Regions from separate parts of the Mus musculus genome. Here region 1 is linked to region 2. The links are chromatin contacts, called in public HiChIP or PLAC-seq maps. All regions are on one chromosome and are shown on one strand. The core of a region is the stretch at or near the end of the contact, and the rest is flanking DNA. Distances in the headings are between cores, read along the strand shown. Region 1 overlaps Sardh (sarcosine dehydrogenase). Region 2 holds the start of Slc2a6 (solute carrier family 2 (facilitated glucose transporter), member 6).

Region 1 (3,074 bases), core at 521-3,020, 200 kb after region 2:
CTCAGACTGCTGCAGGCCTCAGGCACTTGAGGTAGTCTGTCCTAGGACAATAGGGACTCAGAAGCAGCCCTTGGATACCTCCTTTGTTGAAACCTTCCATCCTTATAACCCAAGGTAATAATACTGTTACCTCCAGGGAGCCTCCCAGATTGCTCCTGTTCTTGTTCTCCTAAGCACTTGACCTATGTTCTAACCAGGTCTACCCCATGGGCCCAAATTCATCTCAGGAACACTGTCACTGTCCTACCAACAAGTGGCATTCCTCTGACCCATCATAGTGCTGCAACTTCCCTCAATGAACCACCATCTTTCTCTGTCATTCATTGCCCACTGAACATTAAGAATGAGGACTAGACCTTGCTAACAACCATGTACCCAGGCTTAGCATGGAGGCTAGCCAAGTGCTCTTGAATGAATGAATGAATGAATGAATGCATTTTCTTTACTATCAGGGTGCCTCGGAGATCAGAGGAAACTGTAGCCATAGTCATGAATTCATCTGTTTAACTCTTCAAGCAAGCCGCTCTGCCTCTCTGTGCCTTTGTTTCCTCTGTTGAATAATCAGGATCCCAGTACTGACTCTCCAGGGCTGGGTGAACCTACAAACAGCTGTACCCCACCTATCATATGCTTGGCCCTGGGAGGAAGCTCTACGCAAGACAGATTCCACCCAGTAGAGCTGATCGAACAGCAAGAAAGACAGAAATCAAACAGTCAAATAAGCGAAAATGAGGTTGTCTCATAGAAAGTACCCCAAGGTAAGCCAGATGCTCCCCACAATCCTGTATGCTATGAACTGTTACTGCCCAATGCTTTATCACAGAAGAGAAAGCTGTCTGGCTGGGCTCAGCTGTCTCCAGTCAGTCAGCAAAGGTGCACGGATCCAATGCCAGGTCCTTAGCACCTGCAGGTAGAAAACTAACACACCTATCCTGCTCCTCAAAGGGTGCTCAGAGCCTCAGCTGCTGATGGGCAGAGCGTCTGAGCTGAGGGTAACCGGACAGACTGAGAGGAAAGAGGCTTTCAAATAGTAGGAAGTTGCAGGGACCAAGGGACCAAGCCCTCGTTCCTGTGGAGATAGACTTCGCAGGAAGGCCCATCCCTGGATCTCAGTTCAAAGACATGTAAGGCCAATGCTGGACATCAATCATATTAGACAACAAGAAATGGTCCTTATACAGGCTGTGAAAGGCCAAATCAGAGGGTCTCCTGAGCTGCCACACTATACGCACTGGCCAAGAATGAGCTCGGCATTTCTCTCGAGGTTCAGCCCTGCACATGTCCCGTGGCATCCCGAGCAGATTTGTGGGAGCTGGGGGCAAGTGTGGGGTATAGAGTCCTTTAGATTTTTGACATAGGCAAGTCTGAGAAACTCCCAGAAGCTCTCTTGCACCTTGGCTCTGAATTCTCAGCCTAAGCCAGTGAGCTCTATCTGCCCTAAACCTCCCCAGAGTCTGGGACTGGGACATCTCTAAAACCCAGAGGCCCAAGACTCTGAGCTGTCTGGCAAGGAGAAGAGCTACCCACCCCCACCCCTAAACCTACAGTCACTGTTAAGAGACCAGACTCAAGTTGTCTCTGCAAGCACACTTCCCCAAAATAGGGCCCCATGGGGGAGTGACAGTTTCCAGGCTAATTAGACAAAGAGAGCCGCTGGGGACATTCATGCCCCCTGGGATTCTTCCTGTTTTTCTCACCATCGGTCCCTCTCTGGCTGAGCAGGGACATGAGTCACAGCCCTCGCCCACATCCCAGATAAGGCGTGCTCTTAGCCTGCTCGTGGAGGCTAGCTACTGATTCCATCTGGTCTCCCTGGGACTGCACCCGGTATTACAGACTGAGCTGGCTGCTCTGTAGTCTCCAAACATGCCTAGACAGTGAGGGCTGGACTCGCCAGAAGGCCACACCACCCTCCATCTAGGACCCTTTGTCTCTCCCGAGGTGGACTGGCCACTTTGCCCCATAAAAGTCCCTTAGCCTCCTGATTCCCCTTTCATCCATAAACCTTTGCTACCAGCTTGGCACGGCCTGTGACTTCTCAGTCCCGTGCTCCCTCTGCTGAGCAGTGTCCTGTCTCTACCTCCCAGGTCACACACTGTGGTGTCCAGGGGTTCCCAGGACTGCTCAGCCTAACCCTTTGGGCTATCCCGCATCTTTCTGAGCTTGGCTTTCAAGTTCTCCCCATTAAAGGGAGGACACACACCACTGAGACTCTTCTGAGGCCACATTTCTACCTGGCCATGTGTAGTTTCCACCTCAAGCCAGCACCGACTGGCGCTGTGATGGCTGATACTGCTTCTCCTCACCTTGGCAGGATCTAGAATTACCCAGGCGGCTAGCCTCTCAACCGAGAGTACTTATCTCCATTAGGTTATCTCCAAGGCATGCCCATGACAGGGTAAACGGGGACAGCCCCATCCCCTGGGCAGGGGTCCTAGACTGAGCTCCATCACCCATCTCTCTGCTTCCTGACTGTGATACAACCTGAAGCTCCGCCTCAAGCTCTCAGTCCAGGGCTTCTCTGCCATGATGGACTGTATCCTTGACCTTAAGTTGCCCTTTTGGGGCATTTTGCCACAGTAATATGTAAAATAACTAAGACAGGTTCCTTCTTCTAGGCATACCTGTGTCTCCCCTGCCAGGCTGGGACCCCTTGCCCAAGAAAAGGATTGACTTTAGCAAGAAAAAGTACACAGGCCCTAGGCGTGTGGAGCTGCTGGGCCGTTGCACCACACTCATCCCAAGGGTGTGTGACTGCCTGAAACTCACACTATATTATCAGGCGCAGGGTCTGATGAACTACTTTCCAGCATTGCCTCCTTTCTAGGATCCTCACTGTGGGATGGAGCCTGGGGTGCCCTGTAAACAGTGGCTACTCTGTAAATAAGCTAAAGAGAAAGGTCTGAGAGCTAAACTCACCTTCTTCTCAGCCTCCTGGAGACCACAGAGGAACCCCCTGGCCAGGTATCTCTCGATGCCCAGCTTACCTCTAACCCTACAGAGTTCTGGCTACCCAAGAGCAGTGGCTGGGGACCCTGGCCAGGGAAATGACAATTGGGGTGGGGGCAGAGTTG
Region 2 (3,024 bases), core at 498-2,997:
AACTATATGTAAAGGTACCATAAATGTTCTACTCCAGAGGTGCTTTGAGGAGAGGGGGCGCCTGTCTACAGTGGCTCTGTCCAGGAGTGTCCAATATTTTTTTGAGCCCAAGCAGGCCTCAAGAACATGATCTTCCTCCTTCAGCCTCCCAAGTGCTGAAGTTAAAGGCATTTTCTATGGCTCACACACTACCAAAGAGAACCCTATGACTTGTAGGCCTGGGACTTTAAGATTTGGGGGTCATTGGAGTTGTTGAGGAATAAAGAATTTGGCTGGAGTCTGCCACTCATGAGCAGTGGGACCAGGGCACACAGTGTGGCCTCAGTTTCTTAGTTGCGTTATGGGAAAAACATAGTTAACCTCAGGGGTGAAGATATTTCACGAAGTGTCTAGCATGTGCTCAGCATGTGCTGTGCGCCTTGCACATTCCCACCCCATTTGAAATGCTCAGGAGACCCCAAATCTTTCCAGCTTTGCTGTCAAGTCGCAGTCCTAACTCAGGGTCTACTGACATTCTAACGTTAAAGTCTTGGGCTCCTGGGCTCTGTTTAGCCACGTTCTGTCCTTGTCCATATGGCACCTCTCATCCCGCTAGCATCTGGTGTGACTGCCTCCAGGCACCCAGGAGGATGTCAGCTCTGCTGTGGCAGCCTGGCTTTGGGTATGGGGTTGGGAAATCTTCCCCTCAGCCCTGGCCCACATCTCTGCAGGATGTCACTTCCTCATGTCACTTGCCATCACCGCTAGCAGACGGGAATGCGTGTTAGGGAGAGATACCGGTGCTCTAGGGGAGGTTCCAAGGCTAGGTGATTTTAGTTCCCTGTGGTAAGCAGGTTGAGTGGGCCCATGCTCCCTCCACTACCCCATCTGATTTAGAGAACAGGCCTCACCCCAAACCAGGATGCCTGGATTTTGTCCAGGTGTAGTGCTGGGTCAGAAGAGAGCTTCAGTTCAGGGATGACTGGAGATGTGTAGACCAAGGCATACCCAAAGCTGAAATTGCCCAGCACAGCGGCGAAGGTAGCCAGGAACACCCTTCTGTTTTTCAAGGCCCTGGTGGGGGATGGGGTAGAACCAAAGGACCAAGGACAAGTCCTTTAAATGGACCCTGAGTTCCCAGACTGCTGCCTTCCCCGAGCCCATGACCATCCAGCTCGGCAGATAACCAGGAGAGGCCTGGGTCCAGGGCCAGTCAAGTTGTCTTCAGGCCTTAGCAGCAGCTCTGGGAAATCCCCAGGCTGTCGGCTGGGGCTGGTGCCCGTTTTCTCCAGAAAAGAAATTGTGGTTTTTGCCTCCTGTTGTGATGCTCAAAGCTTGTTCTGTGATCTTAGGCAAGACCCATGTCCTCCCCCTGTGGCAGGTGGGGATCCCACCCAGTATTCCTTTGGAGGCTCTCTTCTTTATGGTGGTCCAGTTCTTTAAATAGGACTTGCGAGCATGCGGTAAGAAAGAGTCAGATGACTCTTGGTGGCCACTCACCAGAAGTCAGTAATGGCCCAAGATGTGTATCGTCTGCTGGAGATAAGGCCATCCCAACCTCCCATGCCCACACCCTGAGACTCTCACCCGGCTCGTTCTCTCTCTCCAGGAGTCGCGGGCACCTCGGGGAAGGTATCATAGTCGAGTCCCTCGGTTCTTAGCAGGGGTTCCTGCATGGCCAGCGCGGATGGTCAGATACAGCGGGACTCCACTGCAGAGCTAAAGCATCTGCCTGAGCCCTCAGCACAGCAGGCGAAGCTCCGCCCTACAGATGCGATTGGCTGCAGGGCGGCCCTGCAGAGCCGTGCTGTCCAATGAGACAGCCGCACGCCTCGGATGCAGGGTGCGATCGGGCTCCCGGGCGTGTCCCATCGCGTGCGCCTTGAGGCGCTGGATTCTGCCGGGGAAACCCGCTTCTAGGGCAGGGCCGCCTGAGCACCCTTTCGCCAGGCTAAGAGCGTGGACTGCTCCATGGCTGGGTCTGGCTTTATGGAGGAGAAGCCCAGAGAGTCGTAAGCTTGCCAAGGTCACACGGAGGATTGTTATTATTATATATTTTTTTATTATTGCCTTGCTTGGCCCTGTTCTGTGCCCTCTCCCGTCACATAGATGTCACTTCTACACCTGCCACTTCACTTCTCGCCTCCTAACCCTAGTTGACTCCAATGAATCACTACTTTGGGTGTGTACAGTAAGTAGGAGGAGGGTGGAGCAGAAACAATTAGGGGTAACTCCAGCAGGTGCCCTGCGGTGTCTCACCCCATAGCTGTGGACAAACCCCAAGGCTTCTCTCTGCTAGCAAGCAATCTGTCTCTGAGCTACATTCCTGATCTCTGGGATTTCCTGGTTGTCCAAATAGCTTGCACTGTTCAAAATCATTCCAGTAATGGTATAAAATGACCAAAAAAAACGAAACAGAAACTTCTCTAGGAGGTGGAAAAAGCCACAATCAAGATGCCTATCTGTGTCTTTGGACTTTTTCAGTCACAGGAGTGGACTTACTTCCTGTTCACATTTATAAACTGACCCTTTGTTACCAGGCTATTAAAACAGTAAAGGGTGTTGTAGAAGTCTCAGTTCCCCTTTAGAAACACTTCTAGAGAGGACAGTAGAGACCACAAAACTGCTGCGACCCACCCTGGCTGGACGTCTTTCCTTCCTGTGTTTGCCTTGCCTGTCTGTTACTTAGTGGGGAGGTGAACTTTCAGTGAGTGGTGTTCCACTTCACATCCAAGCTGAGTGTGTGTGTGTGTGTGTGTGTGTGTGTGTGTGTTATACATAATTTTGGGAGCCTGAGAGCACTGGCTGCTCTTGCAAGGACTCAGGTTTGATTTCCCAGCCCCACGGGTTGGCACACAACCCTCCTCTTACCTCCATTTCCAGGACAATTGGTGCCTTTTGGCATCAGCTTTTATGTGGTACAGACAAAACACCCAAACATGTGAAAAACTTAAGATATATAATTTTTAAATTTTATGTCTGTCTGTGAGTCTGTGCTCCTGAAGCTGAAATGATGGACTTGTAGGAGCTGGAGTTACAGGCCGG

Evidence for each region. HiChIP or PLAC-seq counts read pairs in DNA pulled down with a chosen protein or histone mark.
Region 1: a contact with region 2 is called in an HNF4G HiChIP or PLAC-seq map of pancreatic cancer cells. The contact joins the enhancer-like site here to the promoter of Slc2a6 in region 2. A contact is called at or near these places in 18 of 39 promoter capture datasets (the 3T3-L1 cell line, 3T3-L1-derived adipocytes, the HPC-7 cell line and 10 more), 4 of 15 datasets of contacts at CTCF or cohesin (the NIH/3T3 cell line, embryonic stem cells and hippocampal excitatory neurons), 25 of 484 Hi-C or Micro-C datasets (B cells, CD4 T cells, the HL-1 cell line and 14 more), 38 of 115 datasets of contacts at active chromatin or transcription factors (the 230-238 cell line, the HPC-7 cell line, the NIH/3T3 cell line and 27 more) and 4 of 9 other capture datasets (adipose tissue, liver, macrophages and 1 more).

What each region holds. Positions count from the first base shown.
Region 1 is chr2:27,230,876-27,233,949 of GRCm38.p6, forward strand. All of the region lies in intron 8 of Sardh (sarcosine dehydrogenase), which reads right to left. Among named protein-coding and RNA genes, the nearest start is that of Sardh, 15 kb to the right of the region's middle. Within about 2 kb of position 1,771, at least 112 of the 459 cell types and tissues checked have an H3K27ac peak or open chromatin away from gene starts, as enhancers often do. A contact at or near this core is called in the 230-238 cell line, B cells, the HPC-7 cell line and 7 more, where this site is marked.
Region 2 is chr2:27,026,251-27,029,274 of GRCm38.p6, forward strand. It overlaps Slc2a6 (solute carrier family 2 (facilitated glucose transporter), member 6), which reads right to left and starts at 1,748. Exons shown (of 10, transcript NM_172659.2): 1 at 1,567-1,748; 2 at 891-1,053. The coding sequence starts at 1,655.